2 separate regions of the Mus musculus genome follow, and region 1 is linked to region 2. A link is a contact called in public Hi-C data. All regions are on one chromosome and are shown on one strand. Each heading gives the region's core, a stretch centred on a gene start, on an enhancer-like site or on the middle of the called end of the contact. The rest is flanking DNA. Distances are from core to core; before and after follow the strand shown. Region 1 holds the start of Myl6 (myosin, light polypeptide 6, alkali, smooth muscle and non-muscle). Region 2 holds the start of Mars1 (methionine-tRNA synthetase 1).

Region 1 (4,969 bases), core at 1,538-4,037, 1.2 Mb before region 2:
TCTCCTCACCTGCCCTTTTTGTCCCCTACAGATCGAGTTTAACAAGGACCAGCTGGAGGGTGAGGAGAAGCCCATTTCCTAAGCCCCATTGTCAAACCCCAAACTCCTGGTCAGATTCTCTGTTCTAACGACAGTCCTGACCTTGAAACCTCCCACACTTGTCCTGTTCTCCTCCCTCCCATGCCTGGCTCTAGCACATGAATTTCTGAAGCAAACCTCCCTCTCTCTGTTGGTGATGGGGATCCTTGGTCACACTGCCTTCTCCTTACATCTCAGAATTCAGAGAGGCCTTTGAGCTGTTTGACCGAGTAGGTGATGGCAAGATCCTGTACAGCCAGTGTGGGGACCTGATGAGGGCCCTGGGCCAGAACCCTACCAACGCCGAGGTGCTCAAGGTCCTGGGGAACCCCAAAAACGAGGGTGAGAGGAGCCTTGAGTTTTGTGGGGGTTTCTGTTTTCTTCTTGGTGTTGAACGTTGAATACAGGGTTCTGCCTGGGCCATTGAGCTACATTTCTAGCCAGCAACTTTCTCTTCTTCCTCTTTTTCTTCTCTCTCTCTCTCTCTTTCTTTCAAGATAGGATTTCAGTATCCCAGCCAAGAATGACCTTACATTCTGATTCTCCTATCTCCACCTCTTGCTACTGCCCACTAGAGTGGTGGGATTACTCCAGTTTATGTAGTGCTGGGTTGAATCCAGGGCCTCAGGCAAGCCAGGCAAGCCCTTATTACAGAGGTACTGTTTTTTTTTACTTTTTGAGACAGGTGCTCACCAAATTACTCAGGTTGGCCAGGGACCTACAGTTCTATCCCAGCAGCCCCAATCCCCAGTTTTCTTTTTCTTTTTAAATTTTAATTATTATTATTGTTGTTTAGATAGTGTTGTTACTACCACCACTACTACTACTATTACTACTACATAGGGTGTCTCTATATAGCCCTGCTTAGCCTGGAACTCATTGTATAGACCAGGTTGGCCTCAGACTCAAGAGGGACTTCCCCTGCCTCTGAATGCTGGGACTGAAGGTGTGTGGGCTTAGTGGTTCTCTCTTTCTGTTTTGAGTGTGTCCAGCCACTGGGCTACATCCCTGCCTTTCCTTTTTTTTTTTTTTTCCTTTCTGTTGAGACAGTCTTAAGTTGTTCTGGCTGGCTTTGAACTTGCCTGGTAGCTGTAGTTACAAAACTGCACCACCAGGCCTGGCAACAGTTTCAATTTTCAATGACAGAATATTGGTAAGGTGACAGAGGACGCTAGGATGGACCTCAGGACTCAAAAAACGTCAAACACAGGGAAGAGAAACATCCTGAATGCTGAAAGGGATGAAAGTCACAATAGTAGGGTTGGATGGCACTGGATCCCACACCTCAGTTGATCTCTCTCATCTCTATCTAATTGCACTGGATCCCACACCTCAGTTGATCTCTCTCATCTCTATCTAATTGCCAGAGCTGAAGTCCCGACGTGTAGACTTTGAGACGTTCCTGCCCATGCTGCAGGCAGTGGCCAAGAACCGGGACCAAGGCACATATGAGGACTACCTAGAGGGGCTTCGTGTGTTTGACAAAGAGGGCAACGGCAAGGTCATGGGTGCAGAGCTCAGACATGTTCTTACCACTCTCGGTGAGGCAGGGCCCAGAGCTGTGGGGTGGAGAAGTGGGGGGTCCTGGAAGAGCTAAGTAGAGCCTAGAATGGGTTTATGGTCCTGCAGTTATGGGCAGGAGACTCAAGAGGGCCAGCATTGTGGAGACAGATCACCTAGAGGCTAAAGTGTCCAGCTATGAGCCAAGGGCAGGGAATGCAATGTCCCCCTTTGCAAGCCACAATTGTGTTGATTCCATGCAAGTCTCAACCCCGGCAGCTTGTTTCGCTGTCAAGTCAAAGCTTTCACCTGCTCCAAGGCACCGTTGATATGAAAAAGGGCAAGGGTGGGAGGATGAACCACCCTGAGAATGTCTTGGGCTGGTGAGGCAGGGAAGGCGGGGGACTCTAACTGTTTTTGGGTTCAGGAGAGAAGATGACTGAGGAAGAGGTAGAGACTGTTCTGGCAGGCCACGAGGACAGCAACGGCTGCATCAACTATGAGGGTGAGGGGGCAGGATGGCCAGGGAGTAAGGAGACTTGAGGGGGGTGGGAGTACCCTCAGTTACCCGAAGGTCAGTTTCTCAAGTCCTCTCGTCTCCTTTCGTGCAGCCTTCCTGAAGCATATCCTAAGCCTCTGAGCTCCGCAGGTGGCCCTCCAGCCAGCCCCTGGTATCCGCTTGAGAGGCAAGGGTCCTCGATCCACCAGATAGAAGCGCAGGCAGTGCGTCTCCGCGCCCGTCCGTAGCGCAGCCGCCAGGGCTGGACTATTTCCTTCCCCACCCCCCACCCCCTCCCACCCCCACCCCACCCCAGCCCCGACTCCCACCCCACGTAGAACCTGCAGCGACGGAAACTTGCCCCACCTCCTGTGCGGCCAGAAGCGCGTTCCTGCCACTAGGGGGCACTTACAGTTTTGAAATAAAAACATGGTTCCTGCTTCGGTTTCCGACAGTTTTCTTTTGAGAAAGAGGAAGGACGGGAGCGGGTAGTCCTCTCTTCTGCAAAAGCCCAAATCCTCTGCTCTTGGTGCAGCTCGGAAGAAAGGTTTCCGAGAGTCCCAACCCAGGCCCCCCTGCTAGATTCCTGAGCCGAGGTAGGGCGCCCCCCCCCCACCTCATTAATAATGTAGTGATGTCATCTGCATGAGCCCAGACTAGCGTGCCTATTGGATGAAACGGCGGAGGGTGACGTCATGCGCCATGGGACGTACTAAGGCTGGGGTTGGGTAGGGCGTCGGAGCCATTACTGCCGGAAAAGGTCCAGCAGAGCTCAGCAGCCAAGATGGTGGGCCCTGGGAATCGGGAGATCAGGGGGATTTGGGGCAAGGAGAGGACCGCGGGTGGGAGTAGAGAAAGCAGTGGACGTGGGCACGCCCAGGTTTTGGAAGGTTGGCTGTGGGATTGGAATGTCTAGGGCTTTGCCCTGGGAAGCGAATCCTCGGCTTCAAACAGGAGTTTGTAAAGCCGGGATAGAAGCTTGCGGGGTTGGACCTCAGGTAACTGACCAATCCCTTCTTCTCCGAGCAGTGTGACTTCACCGAGGACCAGACCGCAGGTAGGCAGTCTCTGACCCGCAGCTCAGGTCATCCTTACCGAGAGGGACCCCCTTCCTTTAGCATCTATCTTCTGATCCCAACCTGTCACCTCCAGCGCTCCCAGGAGAGTGCCCCGTGGATTTCCTTCTGCTCTAGATCCTCCATTTTCTTTTCTCATTCTTTCTTCCTTCCCCTTCCACTCCAGATCTGAGCCCCAAGCGCTGGGTGAGTTTTAGGTGGTGTGGGTGTGTGAAACAATTTGACTAGTGCCTGTTATGTGTCGGGTCTATTACGCTTGTGGTTTGCTGCTTCTTTTTTTGCCTCTCCTCTGATAACTGTCCCCTCCTTAAGCTTGGATTCTGAGTACTGTAGAGGGCAGTGCCTTGATATTTTGTTAAGATGGGCACTGGAGAGTTTGCTAAGGATGTGGCTTCACCTCTTGGAAGGTCTCCCGGAGGGGAAGGGTGGGAGTGGGAGGCTAGAGTCCAGGCTCTTACTTCCTTATATGGGCAGGACCTAGCCTGGGCGGTGGCAGATTCCTGCGGAGTTGTATAGTAGTGGTGGAGAGCCTAGCCTGCCGCAGCTCAGGGGGTGTGTAAACAGATGGCTACCACCTTAAGGTAAGGGAAAGAAGGTTGCCTGTCTTTATGTGGGGCATTTGAGTTGATAGAAATAGATCCCTAGGAGTAGTCTTGTGTATAGAGGAGGACAAGATATCTGGTTTCTGCAGCATGACTTAAGTTGAATTGGCAGCAGAGCTGTGCAGCAAGCACGGGGCTAATCCCTGGTGCTGCCGTTCTTCTGAATCCTCAGAATTCAAGGAGGCTTTCCAGCTGTTTGACCGAACAGGTGATGGCAAGATCCTGTACAGCCAGTGTGGGGATGTGATGCGGGCCCTGGGCCAGAACCCTACCAACGCCGAGGTGCTCAAGGTCCTAGGGAACCCCAAGAGTGATGGTGAGCATTTCAAGAATGTAGTGGGTTCATGGTTGTTCAGCTAAAGTCATCCCTTTATCTGCATAGGTGCCAAACTTGAGCAAGTTTTGTCTCATCCAGTTCTGATTCCCTCTTCTGGCCGTCCTTGTGTTCCCTACCGTCATGTCCTGAGAACATGTGTGACTTCTCTTGTCTGACACCTCCACCTCCCACATGACAGAGATGAATGTGAAGGTGCTGGACTTTGAGCACTTCCTGCCCATGCTGCAGACCGTGGCCAAGAACAAGGACCAGGGAACCTACGAGGATTATGTTGAAGGCCTTCGTGTGTTTGACAAGGAAGGAAATGGCACCGTCATGGGTGCTGAAATCCGTCATGTCCTAGTCACACTGGGTAAGGGTCTGTGACCTTTCTGGAGCTGAGCTGCCACCTGATATATTTCACCCGTCAGTCACTCAGTTCTAAGAATGTTCCTTCCTCTGCAGGCGAGAAGATGACAGAGGAAGAAGTAGAGATGCTAGTGGCGGGGCATGAGGACAGCAATGGTTGCATCAACTATGAAGGTGAGGGGCAGACCATAAACTGGGGCCTGTGAGGAAATGGTCGTTCAGGAGATGTTAAAGAGGCATTGTATTCCTAGACTTGGTTCCAGAAGGGAGTCGGGAGTCAAAGGGGCAAGCAAGGCTCAGTCCAGCCTGGGAGGGAACTGTTGGGGAGACAGCAGTAAAGGGGGGGGTGATGGAGGACGGAGGGTGGGCTAGGAATGGGACGTAAACAGAATGTCTGTTCCACTGCCTGACCCCTTCACCCCATGTCTGTGTCTTGTCTTCACCATTAATGTCTCTTCCTTCCTGCAGCATTTGTGAGGCATATCCTGTCGGGGTGACGGGCCCATGGGGCGGGTACGGCTCCTCCCAG
Region 2 (4,652 bases), core at 173-2,672:
GCAGCCCTGGTAACCAGGCACCCATTACGGCCAAATCCATTCACACCGACCTTCACCATCCTGTCTACAGGACGAGGCTGGCACTGTATGAGAAGAGCCTCATACTTTTTTTTTTTAAAGATAAGATATCCCTTTGCATGTGTTTATTTGGCTTTGTTGCGAAATCTCTCACTTCCCCCTCAATTTGACCTTTTGTAGCATAACTCTCATCTCCCTTTGCTGTGATTGTCTAGCTATATGTAAATGGAAGACTAGTGCATTTTCACTTTTATGTCAGGGCTTGCTTGGTTTATTTTTGTTTTTTTTTAATGTGTATCAAGGTCTTGCCTGCAAGTTGAGTGTACTATTTTTGGGCAGGTCTATGGAGGCCAGAAGAGGCACTAGTGTTACAGAAGGTTGTGATCTGCCTGTCATGTGTGTGCTTGGATGAGCATCAAGTGCTCCCGAACCAGAGTTATCTCTAAACCCCTTATTTTTAATTAAGAACAAAATAAAACAAAACAAAAACCACACACTTTTTTTTTTTGAGACTAGGTTTATAAAGACCAGGATAGCTTTGAACTCAAAGAGATCCAACTGCCTTCGCCTTCTGAGTCCTGGAATTAAGGGAGTGTCCCACCACACCCAACTCCTTTTTCTTTTATTTGTAAGGGGTTTCGAGTGCAGGGAGGTCTCTGCACCACATGCATGCAGTAATCATGAAGACCAGAAGAGGGCGCATGATTCCCCTAGGACTCAAGTTACAGACAACTGTCAACCATGCAAATGGGTCAAAGGAGAGTCCAGGAAAAGGACAGCCTGGCCTGTGTTCTCCGCTGAGCCATCTTTCCAGGCTTCCTCACTGATTTACTGACAGATCCCTAGTAGCTTAGGCTGGCTTGCAATAGAGGATAACGTCGAATTTATGATAATTTTATCACCACCTCTTCAACGCTGGGATTACAGGAGTGGACACACCACCACACAGTGTTGTGTACCGGGGGTGAACCCAGCGGTTTGCACATGCTAAGCAAACGCTTACTAACTAAACTACATTCCCAATTCCTAAGTAATAAAGGTTCGCGAGCCACATCCTTTGTGGCTGATGGACAGCCACATTAATTTCCACGTTGACACTAAAGTTTGCTCACAGTTCCCCAACTGATTTTTAATCTTGTAGCTAAATGCATCGCCACGCTCTCGGACTACCCGCACACAAACCAATTAAAAACTCCGATCCTTAACAACTTGAATCGGCGCGTGCGATACCACTTCAACGACCAGTAAGGAATCAGAAAATGCCACCCATCGCGTCGTCTCCATCGGATCGCTTTACAGCGGCCGACTTCAACAGTTCAAAGGACCCTCTCGGAGCCGGCCGACCCAGAGTGCCACGCTAGCCCGCACCGTCAACTTCCGGGTCTCGTTGGTAACCATTTCCTGTTTCGTAATGGTGCGTGATGGGATGAGTAGTCGGCTTTCCTGGAGCCTACCGCGAGCGTCCGGCCGACACAGAACTCCATTTCCCGACGTGCCTTGCAGCTTAACCCAGGAGCGGGAGGCCGGTTCCGATTGCATCAGCGTGGGCTCCGAGGCACGATGAGACTGTTCGTGAGCGAGGGTTCCCCGGGGAGCCTGCCCGTGCTGGCTGCGGCCGCGAGGGCCCGGGGTCGGGCGGAGCTGCTCATCAGCACCGTAGGCCCCGAAGGTACTGGAGTGGCTGCCGGTGGGCGGCGGGTGAGGGGTGTTCATCTCACAGTTGTTTGCCAGGCTCCAGTGCCCGTTCCCCAATCGACTCAACGTTAACTTTAGTCACGCCAACCTTTGTTTCCGTAACCCTTCTGAAGTTAGTTCCCTTAGTTACCCTCACTGTACTCTTCAAACCTCGTTTTAAGTCTCCCCTCTGGTTAGTTTTCCAGGACCCACCTATCATGGCAACTCCCTCTCAGCCCGGTCACTCTCGCGATCACCTCCAACCTCCCGTGTCGTTTTGGGGAAGCCCCTTTCTCCTTCCAGGACCTCAGTACAGACATGTGCACACTCAGTCCTTGAAGTTTATTGCGTATTCCCAGACAACTTTTTTGGGTGACTTTCTAAGAGTTGTCTGGTCAGATCCTCCCTGACAGCTTGACTGCAGCACTATTCTATACCTCTCTGTAGACTCTACCTCTTGTTTGCAGTTGGCAGTCTCAACTGAACACTAGCTGGCCCCTCTAGCATATTCCACCACCACCCCTCCCCGGTTAGTGTTCTTACCTTCGAAACTGTAGATTGAAAACCCAGGCCTCCAGCACACAATGTGACGTCAAATCATTTCTTTTAAGATTTACTTATTTATTTAATGTATATATGAGTACACCGTAGCTGTACTGATGGTTGTGAGCCATCATGTGGTTGCTGGGAATTTGAATTCAGGACTTCTGCTGGCTCCTGTCAACCCCGCTTGCTCTGGTCAACCCCGCTTGCTCAGGCTGCGCCCCGCCTTATATCTAAGTACACTGCAGCTATCTTCAGATTTACTGGAGGAGGGTGTCAGATCTCATTACGGGTGGTTGTGAGCCACCATGTGGTTGCTGGAAATTGAACTCAGGACCTTCGGAAGGGCAGTCAGTGCTCTTTAACAGCCGAGCCATCTCTCCAGCCTCCTCATTTATTTTCTTACCCCTGATTTTCACCCATTTTCCTCTGTCTCAGAGTGTGTGGTACCATTCCTTACCCGGCCTAAGGTCCCTGTCTTGCAGCTGGATAGTGGCAACTACCTCTTCTCTGCTAGTGCAATCTGCCGGTCAGTATTGGTTCTTGGTGTGGGGAGGTGCCCAAATCAGGGTGAATCACTAATCTTTCTGTGACCTTATTTGCAAATACTGTTCTACTGTGGGTTCATCCATGAACTAGACAGATGCTTCAACTTACTTTCTCTCCCTGGGCAGATATTTTTTTCTGTTATGTGGCTGGGAACAAGATGATCTCACCAACCAGTGGCTGGAATGGGAGGCAACAGAACTGCAGGTGAATCCGTGTATCAGGGAGGTGAGGGCAGCCTGTCCTTCCTCTGTATGAACATCCTGACCCATTTCCCCTGCATTTTAGCCAGTTCTGTCTGCTGCCCTACACTGTCTAGTGGTTCAAGGCAAGAAAGGGGAAGATATACTTGGCCCACTTCGGAGAGTCCTGACTCACATTGATCACAGCTTGAGTCGTCAAAACTGTCCTTTCCTGGCTGGGGTGAGTTGACTTGAAGTGGGGTCTGGAAGGCTTATGATACAGGACTTTGTGGGGAAAGTGTATTCAGACCCCAACAACTAATTATTAGCGTGGTAACCTTGACACATTACTTAAACCCACTAATTCTTCATTTTTGTTATCGTTTTTGTTTTTATTTTTGGGTTTTTCGAGACAGGGTTTCTCTGTGTAGCCCTGGCTGTCCTGGAACTCACTCTGTAGATCAGGCTGGACCAAAACTCAAGAAGCATGCCAGGTGTTGGGATCAAAGGCCTGTGCCACAACTAGTCCTTGATTTTATTTTATTTTATTTTATTTTGTGAAATGGAAGTGATAGTTCCTGCCATAGTTAGAGCTATCTTAAGGATTATGTTAGAAAGCACACATTGACTCACTTAGTACTTGGCACATAGAAAGCAAAAACTCTGCATGGTGGCACACATTTGTAATCCCGACTTTTGGGAGGTAGAAACAAAAGGATCAGAAGTTCAAAGCCGTCCTTGGATGCACAGGGGCTCAGGCCAGCTGGACAGGGGCTCAGGCCAGCTGGACAGGGGCTCAGGCCAGCTGGACAGGGGCTCAGGCCAGCTAGACAAGGGTTCAGGACAGCTGGACAGGGGATCAGGCCAGCTGGACAGGGGCTCAGGCCAGCTAGACAGGGGCTCAGGACAGTTGGACAGGGGCTCAGGCCAGCTGGACAGGGGCTCAGGACAGCTGGACAGGGGCTCAGGACAGCTGGACAGGGGCTCAGGACAGCTGGACAGGGGCTCAGGACAGGACAGCTGGAGCTATGTGACACCTTATTTAAACAAACAAACAGAGGTATAGTAACATACGAGCTTAATGAAAAGGTGGGTATGGTGGCACATGCATTGAATCCGAGGATTCTGGAGGCAGAGGCAGGCAGATCTCTGCAAGTAAGGTCAGACTGGCAAGGACAGCCGGGGCAGTAGCAAAGGTTAGCTATCACTATTGGGACATAGATGAATGCTTCACCTGTGCACTTCTCTCTTCTCCAACTAGGACACAGAATCTCTAGCTGACATTGTTTTGTGGGGAGCACTGTATCCTTTACTGCAAGACCCAGCTTACCTCCCTGGTGAGAATTGTACATATCATTTCACCCCCAAACCTGAGCACTTGGTACAGGGCTGTGGAACAGTAGGGTATTGAGTTTTCACTTGAAGGTGCAACATGACGGGGAAACTGTAGCCGAATATGGCCAGGGTCACTGGGAAAGCATGGAGAAGCCTCCAGAGGGAGGAGGTCCACCTCGGCCTGCCCAGTCTTGATCCTTAATGTTTGTACTTTGTTGTTAAACCCACAGAGGAGTTGGGTGCCCTGCAAAGTTGGTTCCAGACACTGAGTACCCAGGAACCGTGTCAGCGAGCTGCAGAGACGGTGCTAAAACAGCAGGGTGTCCTGGCACTTCGTCTGTACCTCCAGAAACA

The links. Hi-C and Micro-C count contacts between places; a contact is called where the count stands out from the background.
Region 1: a Hi-C map of B cells shows a contact between it and region 2, with 8 read pairs. The contact joins the promoter of Myl6 here to the promoter of Mars1 in region 2. A contact is called at or near these places in 10 of 39 promoter capture datasets (the C10 cell line, the HPC-7 cell line, HPC-7-derived erythroid cells and 5 more), 1 of 484 Hi-C or Micro-C datasets (B cells), 2 of 115 datasets of contacts at active chromatin or transcription factors (Th17 cells and kidney) and 1 of 9 other capture datasets (adipose tissue).

Annotation. Positions count from the first base shown.
Region 1 is chr10:128,491,704-128,496,672 of GRCm38.p6, reverse strand. It overlaps Myl6 (myosin, light polypeptide 6, alkali, smooth muscle and non-muscle), which reads left to right and starts at 2,787. Exons shown (of 7, transcript NM_001317218.1): 1 at 2,787-2,864; 2 at 3,107-3,134; 3 at 3,928-4,071; 4 at 4,271-4,444; 5 at 4,537-4,614; 6 at 4,909-4,953. The coding sequence starts at 2,862. The coding sequence ends at 4,937. It overlaps Myl6b (myosin, light polypeptide 6B), which reads left to right. Exons shown (of 7, transcript NM_172259.1): 3 at 32-59; 4 at 277-420; 5 at 1,446-1,619; 6 at 2,006-2,083; 7 at 2,190-2,516. The coding sequence ends at 2,218.
Region 2 is chr10:127,308,556-127,313,207 of GRCm38.p6, reverse strand. It overlaps Mars1 (methionine-tRNA synthetase 1), which reads left to right and starts at 1,422. Exons shown (of 21, transcript NM_001003913.2): 1 at 1,422-1,687; 2 at 2,674-2,764; 3 at 2,910-2,988; 4 at 3,070-3,204; 5 at 4,225-4,300; 6 at 4,529-4,652. The coding sequence starts at 1,579. It also overlaps the pseudogene Gm6283.